Regions from separate parts of the Hordeum vulgare genome. Here region 2 is linked to region 1. The links are chromatin contacts, called in public Hi-C maps. All regions are on one chromosome and are shown on one strand. Each heading gives the region's core, a stretch centred on a gene start, on an enhancer-like site or on the middle of the called end of the contact. The rest is flanking DNA. Distances are from core to core; before and after follow the strand shown.

Region 1 (7,131 bases), core at 1,245-3,744:
ATATATGATTAGCAAAGTAGATTAAACAACATGTCAGGAAAGATTCAATTATGTACCACTTCAGATATTTTTGTGATTCTATCCACAAGAGGAACCAGTAGCTCAGGTTTATAACATGATGTCACAAAATTGACCATCACTTCTGGAGCTCCAGTGCTGACATTTCTGAAATAAAAAAAATGGAGTCTTTAAAGCATCCATCAGACAAAAAGATTGTTCAAAAAGTAACAAAAAGGTTGAATGGCGACTTTGTTTGGTGGGAAACAACATGACCTGTCCCTGCCTTAACAACTATACTTTCTTAACTGGAAGATTTGTAAATAATGCCTTTCTAGATATCAATATATGGCCAAGCAGCTAATGAGGCCAAAGATAAAAACGTAATTCACAGTTTATCAATTTAATTTGTTATTGTATACTAGTTTATTTGAGTGCATTGTATTAGTACCATTCTGTTTATTTGAGTAGCAATAATATTAGTATGTCTGGAACTATACCAAGCATGAAATTTGCATGCAGTAAACAGTACTCCCTCTGTTCCTAAATATAAGACTTTTTAGAGATTCCACAAAGGGACTACATACAAAATAAAATGAGTGAATCTATACTTTAAAGTGTGTGTATATACATTCGTATGTAGTCCTCTAGTGAAAACTCTAAAAAGACTTATATTTAGGAACGGAGGGAGTAGATATGATGACATACTACGAATCAGAAATGCACATCCGGATTCATGGAAAGTGAGATATACATCATCAGCTGCATTACTGTTGAATCAAGTGGGGGAAAAAACAATCAGATGGGTCACTATACCTTCCCGTTCGTATCATTAAATGCTTGAGAAACCCAGTGTGCTTGTAGACATCGTAAGGCGTGAGGCCAAGAGCCGGATCCGTCCAACTTCCTTGAACAACTGCAAGAACCTATGGAAATTAGCAATTAATCAATTCAACATTCCCTGTAATCAAACATCAAGAACGAATATGCTATGTGCTCACCAATTCAACGATAGTACGATAACATAATCACACACCCAAAAGAAAGTGAACGAACAAACAAAATCAAACCAAACTACACCAGACCGCTACCACCACCAGGTAACATGATGGTCCCAGAAATATAGCCAAGCTCAGTAATTCCCCAGCAACATAGCATTTGCATTGCAAATATGGCACAAACAGTCTAGCTTTGACACAATCAGCATAGTAGACTTCAAGTGAAGAATGATCCTAAGAGTTGAACAGATAGATCTAAGAAATATACTTCAGTATGTAAGCAAAATCATCTTAGCAATGCATGTGTGTATTTTATCTGATATAGCAATACATTACTTACATTCAGAGAATTAAAAGCCTAGCTTTAGAGTGTCAAGCTAATCAACCGGAACAGTATGTATGATGCTACCACCAAGCTAACAATATAAGTTATATATCTCTACCATCCGACATCAACAACCAATCAAAAAAAAAAAAAAAGTTGGTACTGACACACTGAATTTGATACTCTTTTTTCAGGAAGCAAATCCAGTGCATTCTCATCAACCAGTTCATTACCTTATCTGCCGGATCACTATGCAGCAAGCACGTCTCGACATGAAGCACCTTGTCAAAGAACCCCGGTGCATGCAGGCCAAGCGAATAACCATCAGTCTCCAGCTCTTCCCCCTTTGACACCTCCTCTTTCTCCTCCTTCCACTCCCTTTTCATCCACCTCTTCGTCCCAAACGAGAACTCCATCTACAAACATGGCAGCAAATGCATCACCACCCACACCCCAAACCCTTCCTAAACCCCCAAAGGCCCAAACCCAAACCTCACCTTGTTCCTGTACCGAAAAATCTCGTCGCACGGCACGATGGGCTTGAGTATGGCATCGGAATCCGAGCTCTCCAACTTCCTGGGATCAAACTTGCCGAAATTTACCAGCAAGTCGCGGACCTGAACGTACTTGTGGTGGATTTGCGCAGAGTAGGCGAGGGACTGGCTCTTGCAGCCGCCACAGTCGGCGGCGAGGGGGCAGGGGGCCTCGACGGCGTCGTGGTGCGGCGAGAGGGTCTTGAGCTTGGCGGCCTCGGCGAAGGCGCCGCGGCGGAGCCGACGGACGCGGGCGACGAGGCGCTCGCCGGGGAGAGCGCCGTCGCAGAGCAGGACGAAGGAGGAGCCGTCGACCTTGCAGACGCCCTTCCCCTTGAAGGCGAGCCCCTCGCAGGTAAGCTCGAGGATCTCGTTCTTCTTGGGGAAGTACCCCTTCCCGCGTGGACGCGGCGGCGGCGGTGGCGGCTGGGACGGGGTGGGAGCAGGCGCGGGGGCTTCCGAGGCAGCGGCCGCGATGGAGAGGAAACGGCGGTGATGGTGGAGGGGTATGCGGCGGCGGAGGAGGGTGCCGGAGAGGGGGGAGAAGGCGCCGGCGGCGGCCATCTGGGCGGTGGGTGTGGCGCGGTGAGGATTGACGGCGGACGGTGGAGATGGCGCGGCCGAGGATGGTGGTAACCACTCTGTCACGACGGGCCCACTGTTCAGTTAGCAAACCACCACACCGGTGGGCAATTTGCAGTGCGGACCCTTCAGAATCACAATATCTGATCATTTTTGGGAAAGTTGTGCACTACCCAAAAGCTATGTAATTGCCGGGTTGCATTAATATTCTAGTGAATTAATACGATCCAGCAATTGCATGCTAAAGATGGATTTGCTGATTGAATTGACATTTATTAGCTTACTATAAAAACATATTTTATTTGATAACCTAGTAGGATATGGAAGAGTTAAGATCAGTTTGAAAACCCAATATCAATTAGGGCCCGTTATGTAGCCCGGTAGCTTCCCCTCCCCCCCCCCTTACAACCCATGATGCGGAACCCACTAGTAAAAGGAAACCCGTCAACGCATTTGGTTGTTGATGGTTTTTCGGCCCGATACGCGTTAACAGGGGAGGGGGGTCCACGTCTCTAGAGGTCAAAGAGAACCATCGGGTCTCCTCTCACTCTCCCTCCCTCCCTCTCTCGCTCGCTCGCCCCCTCTCTCTCTCTCTCTCTCTTTCTCTCTCCCTCACTTTATCTATCTCTATATCTCTCTCTCTCGATTGACCGATCGAGAGGCGACGGCGCACGCCTCAACCTCCTTCACCTACCGACTAAGAGTAGCACCTCCATCTTCCTCCCACAACATCCTTAAGCGCTAGCCTTCGATTTTCTTTGCCCTTCGGCGATGGAAGTGGTTGTATCCTTCCCCAAGCTCCACTCAGATGAGTTTTTCCAAGTGGATGCCTTTCCCCTACCATTCAGATGAGTTCTTTGCAGATCCACAAATGTCGTCCATTGTGGTAGCCTCTTCAAATGTAGGACACATCTTGATATGTACTCATAGTTTACTTTGCCACACATCTGGTTTGCACCTAGAGCTATTGTTTGTTTCAATGTTTTTTAAAACATGTCACACTTCATTAGAAGCCCGCCCTAACGTTGCAATATACCCGCCATTTTTTAAAACTTTGTAACGGCTTTGCTAATCAAATTATTCCAGAGATTATTATAGCTTCATGAATCGTATTGCATGTTTGGTTCTACCCATGTCTTATTCGCCCATACATTTAAGGGATATCTACTGTTACTAGTTGTTCCCTGGTTTTGTCGTCACGTGTCACACTTTATTAGCATATTGCCTCACTTTGGCATAGGCACGTCATTCTTTCAAACAATGTAACGGATACTAATAACTGAAATATTAATGGAACGTTATATAGCTTGTCGCGCTTTATAGTGGTAGAAAGCGCGGGAAAGCTTTGCTCGGCCATGAACCAAATATGCCCCCCAAATTCCCAAGTAACATAATAACCATCTAGCACGAGGGCATCACTGCAAAAAGAAAATATACACAGATCGCCTTGTGCTTGCTCCCCACCAGACCCTCCGAAGGCAATACGACGACCCAACAAGTGTTCCCGAAACTAAAACAAGACCTCCATTCCCGCCCCTAGTTTTTAAATGGACACACTTACATTTACCCCACGGAACCTTACCCACCTCGCATATCCACCCTCACACCCGCCCTTCCCTGCTCGCCTCCTCATGCCCCCTCTTCTTCTTGTATCCTACACCCGTCAAGCCGCATGGACCACAATCGACAATCTCACCACCATCGCCTCCTCCTCCCTCGCCCCCGATGAACCTCATCCGCGGGGCCCCCAGGTCAGATGCAAATATATGGGAGAAAGATGGCCTCTTCCCAACACATAAGATGGTGAAGAAAATATCGATGGGAGGGACCGAGCCCTAAGCCATGTAATAATAAAGGAAATCATCCAAAGGGTCTCAAGCCATCCTTGTTGGATCTCAAGGGGAGTAGTGAGAGAACATAACATGATAGATGCTAGAGAGATGTAGCTAAGAGGCTAGCAACATACATGAACCTAATTGGAGAAAAGGATAGGGGATAAAAGGGATAAGAAAGAAAAGAACATGAAGTTAGGCCTCAGACCCAGTAACTCTCCACCTCCGAAAATGCTACCACCACGATGACATTCAGATTGCAGAGAACATGAATACGAATATGAGAATCAACAACAACACCAACCCAAGCCCGGCGCAGGGCCCGGATCTGCTTCCTCCCGGCCTTGCCGAATCCTTCTCCAACCACCATGGATGAGATGAGTGGAGGAAGGAAGAAAGATACACGATCCGGTTCATTATTTGAGATAGGTAAAACACAACCACTTGGGATGCAGAAAACATGGTGAGTATAGGCATGGCGGGGTCAGGGGATTGATCCCCTCTCCCGCCTCCTCGTCGGTCGACGAAGCCAACATGGAAGAGAGGAGGAGGAGCATGTTGAGGAAACGAGGAAAGAAAACTCAAACGCAAGAGAAGATAGATAAGTGAGAAAAGAGGAATGGCTCCCCCATGTCGATGAAGTTTTAGGAAGTGTTTGAATCCCAACTCAATGTCCTAATAACGTAATAAGTTTGTAGTTTTTACACAACCTCTTGAATTGTAGGACACATTTGGTCTATAGTCATGTTTTACTTTGCCACACGCATTGGCTGAGCATTGTTTGTTTTATGGGTCATTGTCGCGAATGTGTCATACTTTATTAGACCACTTCCTCACATTGTTGTATACTCTCGTATTTTCAAAACCATGTAACGGCTCTGGCAACGGAATTGTCTTTGAAACGTCGTGCGGCTTCCCGCGGTTTAGCGCTAGAAAAAGCGCGGCAAACTCTATTCGGCCAAGAACCAAACGCGTCCTCAAACTTTCCACGTAACATAATAACCATCTAGCATGGGGGCATCGCTGCAAAAAAAAAAACAATTGCCATGTGTTTTTCTTTCTTCCCCACCAACCAAAACACACCTTCGAAGCCGAAGCGGCGGCCCAACAAGGCCCAGGCCGCACGGCGTCCCTGAAACCGAAACAACAAGCACTTCCGTCGCAGACCCTAATTTTCAAACGGGCAAACTTGCGTTTACCCCCCCGAAGCCCCACCCACCTCGCACATCCGCCCTCCCACCCGGGCTTCCCTTCCCTGCTCGGCTCCTCCTCCTCTACTTGTATCCTGCGCCCGCCAAGCCAAGCCAAGCCTTCCCCACAGGCAAACACAACCGACCACCTCGCCCACTCGCCGCCTCCTCCCTCGCCCCCGATCAGCCTCCGCCGCGGGGACCCCCAGCGGCGCGTCTCCTCCCCGGTGGACGCGGCGAGGCCGAGGGCAGCAGGCGCTACGTCCCCGGCCGTCGGTCGTCGTCCACGCGCGCGGTGCAGGGGCGTCCGAGCTGCGCGTGAGGCGCTGCCCGGGCGCGCTTCTCCCCAGATCCGAGGCAGGTGAGCTTCGCCCGCGGATTGGTTGGTTGAATTTCGCAGGGTGTCGGCGTAATCTCCGGTGAGATGGGTTTTCCGTCGGCGGCCGAGGCTTCCCGGCTGGGATTTCCGCCGTGGGCTTTGGGGCGATTTTGCGGGCAATCTGTCGTGTTTTTGCTGTTCGGTTCGTCATATCCTGGCGTGTTTTCGCTTCATCCTTCACGGATTTCTCCTCTCTCTCTCTCTCTCTCTCTCGGTGGTTCGGTCGCGTCTGGGAGGTCTGTGGGGGCGTTTTTGGGCTGCTCTTGGGGAAGACGCGATGGGGAATTTTGCGGGGCTCTGACTTGCACGTTTTAGATGGTCTCTTCTCTACGAGCAGATGTGTGCTTCGGCCGTTTAGAATTTTTTAGAACCAGTTCCCGTGGAAGATTTGATTGCGAGGTTTGCCTGGGCGCTTGGAACTCTGAGATTTATGGGTCCAAGTCGTTTCGTTTGTTGAGGTTCTGAGGGGATTTCACCCGTGATTTTTGTGCGCCCCGATCTCTGATGAGATGTCCCCTCGGTTGCGCTCTGCTGTTACGATTTTGGCTTGGATTTTTGCCACATGTTTCCCCTTGCCTCTCCGATTAGTATCTGCGAATTTATTTATTTTTACCAATTTTCTTCTTCGTTTCCAGTCATGGATTAATTCTGTCATCGACTTGCAGATCTTATCTAACTCGCTATTGCTTACATTGCTATGGACAACCAAGGGTTTTGGCTACGGGCCATCAAAATTCACCCTTTTTTGGGTACTAACATGGCTAGGAGATTCAAAGTCTGTGTGATTCCCTGATTAAAGCTTGCGAAGCGTGGATTTCCTAAATGAAATCCTCTTCAGCTTTGGTTCTTAAGTAGGTCTAGATGATGTGGTTGAACTCTTCATTATGGTCTCCTTCCCTGAAGCTGATAACTTCGTTGCCCAAATCTGACTAGTGAATACTGTTTAATTGCATATGTATTAAGTATATGCATTATAAACTACTGCATACTGAGGTTGCTTTTCTGGCTTGCAGCAATATTGGGTGGGTCTCTGTTCAAAGACGATTTCAATGGGTCCAGCAAAAGGTTCTCGGACAATCCACAAGATCACAATAAAAAGACATGAGGATCAACAGCATCATGAGGATCCAACTAGTTCAAGCAATGTGAAACTTAAAGTAAGGCATAGCAAGACTTGATGATGGATTCATTTATGATGACCAGTAGTTGTAGCACGAGTACACCACATTTCCCCTTTCTTAAGATACCGCTGCACTCTAAAATAATATGTTATTCACCTGTTATTTCTATTGCAC
Region 2 (6,242 bases), core at 3,222-5,721, 260 kb before region 1:
GGTAGGAGCTAGGATCCTACAAGGTCTTGGCTGGAGGCTGTACGGATAGGAGGGAGGCTGGCGTGGGCGAGGGCGCGGCGGCCGACGCGAGGGCGCCGTCTCGTACGGTGGAGAGGCGGCGGCTAGGGTTAGGGATTCCGGCTCCTCTGGAAGCCGGGGAATAGAATATGTCTTATTGCTTAATTCCAAAAGGGTGTCTTACAACTGTTTATATAACCTTGCTGCTAATAAAAGATAACTTGGGCTAAGCCCCTAACTAAACGGGCCCATTGGGCCTCCTCCGGCTATAAGTGGTGCCGGTCATAACAGGTTAGAACCATGATGTTTGGCTCTCTTTCTTAGTTATCTCGTCGTGCATCTAGGGCTATATGCCACACTGCACTAATGACACGTAGTTTTGTTGTTGTGGCTGTTTCCTTATTTTGATCCATGTATATATACAAGTAAAATTGTGGTGCTCTGAAGCTTCTTGCTACAACAATGCATTTAAGACTTACAAATTACTCCCTCCATAAAGAAATATAAATCGTTTATAGATCACTAAAGTAGTGATCTAAACGCTCTTATATTTCTTTACAGGGGGAGCACAAAACAAATATAATATGAGACGAATAAGAGCAAAATCATTATTACATACCAAGGCTCTGATACACCTTTGAGCATCTCCTCAAAAATTTCAGAGCGACCCTTACTGTCCGCAGCATAATAATCACGTTTTCTGGACCTAAAGAAACAAAATGTCCGCACAGTCAGTGGTTATTCCAAAGCTATCATTTGCTTGGTATAAATAATCTTCTTCAACATTTTTTTGTGACGTTGATGATGAATTAAGCATATTTGATTGATATCGAACTCATGAAAGAATGCTACAGGTACATTTCTATTAATTTGAGGCTTCTAAGCAGTAAATAGTAATATCTCCGTAAACGAATACTGTATAAGACGTTTTAGGTCACTACAATAGTCACCTAAAACGTCTTATATTTGCTTATAGAGGGAGTGACAAACAAATAGATAAACATAGAGAGTAATAAAAAAATCAATCAATAATTATTAACCCATGGTTCAAGAGCTGTGCAAAAAAGAGGGGAATGCAATACCTTTGGGTTGGGTTACATGTAGGAAGTGACTGAGCAGGTGTCGGTGCTTTAAACTCCCTGCTGCGCATCTCAATGGCATCCTCCTTAACCCTGAGCAAACAGATAATCGAACCAATATGCTCATTAGTTAGCGACTATTGTGATGAAGGTATTGCAATAATAACCAGGCATTCTCGTTTTTCATTTTAAGGAGCTCTGCAGAGACCAATGTAGTAATGTTGCAAAATAATATGCTGTATTTGTTAGAGGCACACTTACGGTGGAGCCTTAACTGCAGGACCCTCAATGTCGCTCACCTTGCCAGCATTCTTCTCAACCCTGACCAAAACATGTTGGTTGGTGATTATAGAAGTGTGGGAATAATTACTAGCATCTATAAAAGAAATTAGCGTTGCATAAAATATATATTTTTCAATGAGAACTGCAGAGCAAATAATAGCCAAAACAGATATTTGAAATAAATAATATTCTGTAACAAGTTTTATCAAGTCGACGAATCAAACATATTTGAATGATATGAAGAACGCATGCAGGTCATAATAAGCACCTGTCATTTCAACAAACCAAAACCCAATTAATAATAAGTTAATAACTAAACAACAATATTGTACCTATCAGTTAATTCAGGTAGATCTGTAACTGTAGGTCCCCCACCGCTGCTCACCTTGCTAGCATTCTTCTCAACCCTGATGAAAACATGTTGGTCGGTGAATATGGAAGTAAAGGAAAGAATTGCTAACTTCTTTAAAAAAACTAATAATAAAAACTATTTATTTATGAGAGTACATATAATAGCCAAAACAGACCCTTTATCAAATGCTCATGTAAAAAGGCACACAAAGAATATCAGAAATAACTAAGAAAATTTACATTAGCTCATTCGGTGATGGTTCTTGTTCTCGTCTGTCACGGGACCGCCTGAGGCGGCCTGAATATAGAACACTTTGCCGAACATGGGTTGCAGTTCCAGCTTGCCTGCAAGTGTTGAATGGGTGAATTCATCTCTCTAAAGAAAAGAAAAAGACCTTGGTTACCCTAAAGGAACAGCAGCAGCCCTCATGGCCACTCATGTGCCGGTGGTGTTACGAGTTGCAACCTAGTAGATCATTAGTTTGTGCTTTATGGGCTTATAAACTTAATTTGCTAAATGCAATAGCAGTTCATGCAAATCCCCTAGAAATATTATCTAGAAATTAAAATGGTAATTCATAATGCTTACACACATTGTGGCACCACAGGCTCACAGCACACCAATTACATACTGGTCAGATGCCAATTTCTCCATTATTCGATTCATTTATTACGCTTGATTAATTTATATACGTTTCGTATGCTACATTTGCAAATTTGTAACTTGTTAGTAACAAGAAACAAGATAAACCTGGAGATTCAAAAAGCAAAACAAATCGATAAATATTAAGCAATGATTCTAAGGAGCTCCATACATGCACTGTAGATGTAGACAATTTGCAAAACTTATGCGTGTGTTAGCAATAAAAATTACTCTAGAGTTCCAAGATAGATTTTTCTAAACCTTGGAAGTGCATCGAACTTTATAGATTGCACTTGCACAGAAATCCATGGGAGCAAGCACCCGTCATTCAAAGAGAAGTACCAACATAGAATGGTCATACCTGTGAGTTGTCTCAGGGGTAGGGCGTGATTGATCAAGTGTCAGGGCTTCAAACTCCCTGCTGCTTACCTCACCCGCATGCTCCTCAACCCTAACCAAAACAAGCACGGGAATACGCTCACTCATCACTGATAAGATATGACGGGAGGTGCTGCAATAATGACCATGGCATTCTAGTTTATCTACAAGGACTGAAGGCTAGTGTAATAAATACTCCTTCTGTCCCGAATTACTTGTCAAAGAAACAGATGTATATAGACGTATTTTAGTTCTAAATACATCCATTTTTTATCCATTCCAGCGACAAGTAATTCCGGACGGAGGGAGTATTTTAAATAGCTAATATGTTACGGACTGGTAATAGGCACATGTGCGGTAGGTAACCATAATGGAAACAGAGAAGACGGCAGCTAGAGTCACACTTACGGTAGCTTATCTGATGTAGGTCTCCTGGATCGCCTGGGGCGAGCTGAATAGAGAAGGCTCTGGCGGATACGTCCTCTCGTGGCTGCGGGCAAGCTGCAAAGGTTGAAAGATCTGAAGTTAGGTTTGCTAAGATCTTATTGCTGCATAGTTGGTATGTTATCACCATCCCGTAATTATAGAAACTGCGATTGGTATGTATTTTTAACCCACTGATGTAATACATATATGAGAAAGAGACCACCGTATATTGGTACTGGCCAAAACCTTTTCTATGTCGGCATATAATCATCATAACTAAAAGAAAATCATGTCTAAGCTGGTGTTGTATTGCTCTTATGATCAAAGTTTCTCTTTTGAATGGCAATAGTTAGCTGCTCGTAAAAGGGGCAAGGGGGAAAAGCTCACACAGCAGTATCTGTCGAAGAGTCTTCCCTACGAGACTCGTCAGGAGCAGCGGCGGAGCTTGGGCGTGACAAACTCGGGCACTGGACCGCCCTTTGAGGCAAAATTTTCCATCCTCCTAATCCTAATACCTCTTCTAATCCCCCGGTTTCTCGAATCTTCGTCTTTATATCTTGTATGTGATCCCTTTTGGCCCCCCTTGATTAAGGTTCCCGCTTTGCCACTGATCGTGAGCTTGCACCTCGCTGTGTTGAATGTCACGAGGAGTTTCAGGGTGGCCATGGCTTCCCATGGTGTGGCCGACGGGGGAACCTAGTGTGGTTTCAGGGAGGTCCTCCGTCTGTAGCTGGCTGGCTCCCTGCTCCAGCTCCAGATCTACGGCCTCCTCGCATCTTAGCTTGCCTCCTCGCTTCCTTCTCCGCTGTCAATTTCGTCGGCGGTTCATGACTGCGGGGAGTACCTTGCTCCTCAAACTGGGGGTATCGAGAGTCGGTAGGGGCAGGAGTTTGAGGGTGACGCCTGTGGTGGGGATCTCCATGACCGTCCATGGCGAGGGCGAGGGCGGCCGGCGGCAAGACCTAGGGGCCCGTTCAGCAACACCCTCGCTTCACCAAATCCTCGATTCCGCGCTTCGCGGGCGCAGCGGGAGGAGGAGGTCTTCTTGAGGGCATCCCGGAGACGGCTGGAGCTCGCCGCGACGGCGGGTGTGTGGCGGTTCGAGGCATGGTAGAAAGAGGAGGACGGCGGGAGTACCGGAGGAGGTATCGCGGCTGAAGGCGATGGACAGGACGATGCTGCGGCGGCTCGAGGCGGCGAGCAGGCGCCCAAATCAGCGCTGCGCGGTGTGGCGGCGGCGGCCGGCGGGGTTGGACCGTTGGAGACACCCGTGTCGCAAATGGACAACAGAGGTCCGCGGTGTCCGAATCATTTTTTGCATACCGACGCGTCCGGCTACCAACTCCAATCGACCGACCCAAATGTATGACACTTTTGTCCGACGGATGTGGACGTCCGATTTCTGCATTTGGGTCGATCCATGCATCTAACGCTGGTCCGATTTATTTAACGGCGCGTAAAAAAAATACGGCGCGCTATCCTAGGCGTCCTCGTCGTCGGCGTCGGGTCCGGTAAGGTCAGATTGTGCCGGTGCGGGTAGTGCTGGTGACGACAATGACAACAGTAGCACAGCACGAGCACGCTCCTCCGTCAGGCGCAGCGCCCTCCTATGTTGGAGGTAGGCGACCTCCTCCGGACACATCGAGCGGGGATAGACGACAGGAGGCTTGCCCTTGTTTTGGGTGGAGCCGACCATGGCTGCTGGCTAGGGTTAGTCGCGAACGAGGGAGCAGATAGGTGGCGAGATGGGGACGGGGTCTGGAAGCAGATGAGACCGAACCCCACCGCACGCTCGGATTAAAAAAGGTCGGCCACGGTCGCGAACGCACGGGCCTGCGAAGGGTGGCTGTCATTAATTAAGTTGATCACGGGTAGTTAAACGACCGGCGGGTGTGGATAGGACGGATACCGAAAGGTCACGCGTACGGGTCGACGCATTTCAATTTCAAATTTGGGTTGGGAATGGATCGACGCGGACGCGAAACGGGCATGTTTTGACAATGAATTCATGCGTTGGGTCATCACATTTGTACATACAGACCCAAACAAACAACGACGGATGAAATAAGTCGTTCCGCTGGAGTTGCTCTAATTCCTAAAAGCAAACTTACAAAAACTTTGCAGGGAGTCCGGATGTGCACAAATCAAAATTCATCATATAGCCATATCCGCTGCTATTTGGCGAAAGAAGAACATTAAATCATTGTACATGTCAGCTTTTTGTTAGTAAAATATGCCTCATTCATATTATAAAACTTAAAATACAAATTATGTAAATACATGTCAGTTATTTGACGGAAGGAGAACACTAAATCATTGTATATATTACTTCCTCCGTTTTTCCGAGTGTGCACTAAACGTCGCACTCGGGGACTTAGCTGTGATCAAGAATCACCTAAGTAATAACTTTTTTCGAGTGTGCACTAAACGTCGCACTCAGGGACTTAGTTGTGATCAAGAATCACCTAAGTAATAAATTTTTCCGAGTGTGCACTAAACGTCGCATTCGGAGACTTAGCTGTGATCAAGAATCACCTAAGTAATAAATTTCTCCGACTGTGCACTAAACGCCGCACCCGGGGACTTAGCTGTGATCAAGAATCGCCTAAGTTTTAACTTTCTTAGAGTGTGCACTTCACGCCACACTCCGAGACTTAGATGCGATCAAGAATCGCCTAAGTATCAACTTTCTCCAAGCATACACTCGGAGATTTAGCTGCGATACAGAATCGCCTAAATACATGAGTAACACTTACGTGCTACGCATGTTTGCCATTGGCTTCACCCAGAAACGCCAAACAAAAAATTCGAATCAAAATTGCAACACAAGAGCAAACGATTTGATTCAGATTCAAAAGTTCCAACAAAGACAGTTCACTCGGTGCGGATCAAGCTTACCCGCACCGATCCAAGCATATGACGGCCAACAGCAGTTGCCAAAGTTCCTTACAGATCAGCACTCGGCATACCGAGGATAAAAGTCTTCTTACGCATCATCTGGATTAGCGCCAGGACTGGAGGGTTCTACGAACGTGTCCAGATCAATATCGTCGGCGATGCGGGTG

Evidence for each region. A called contact is a pair of places that touch in the nucleus more often than the background predicts.
Region 2: a Hi-C map of leaf shows a contact between it and region 1, with 2.4 times the contacts expected there. The contact joins the promoter of LOC123442895 here to the promoter of LOC123442894 in region 1. A contact is called at or near these places in 2 of 6 Hi-C or Micro-C datasets (leaf and seedling).

Annotation. Positions count from the first base shown.
Region 1 is chr3H:43,637,632-43,644,762 of MorexV3_pseudomolecules_assembly, reverse strand. It overlaps LOC123442894, which reads right to left and starts at 2,494. Exons shown (of 11, transcript XM_045119071.1): 1 at 1,818-2,494; 2 at 1,554-1,736; 3 at 814-923; 4 at 57-165. The coding sequence starts at 2,417. LOC123442893 (protein ALWAYS EARLY 3-like) reads left to right here and starts at 5,579. Exons shown (of 16, transcript XM_045119070.1): 1 at 5,579-5,818; 2 at 6,850-6,993. The coding sequence starts at 6,886.
Region 2 is chr3H:43,896,333-43,902,574 of MorexV3_pseudomolecules_assembly, reverse strand. LOC123442895 reads right to left here and starts at 4,471. Exons shown (of 10, transcript XM_045119075.1): 1 at 3,565-4,471; 2 at 3,160-3,252; 3 at 2,735-2,824; 4 at 1,971-2,075; 5 at 1,712-1,786; 6 at 1,359-1,418; 7 at 1,101-1,190; 8 at 638-724. The coding sequence starts at 1,972.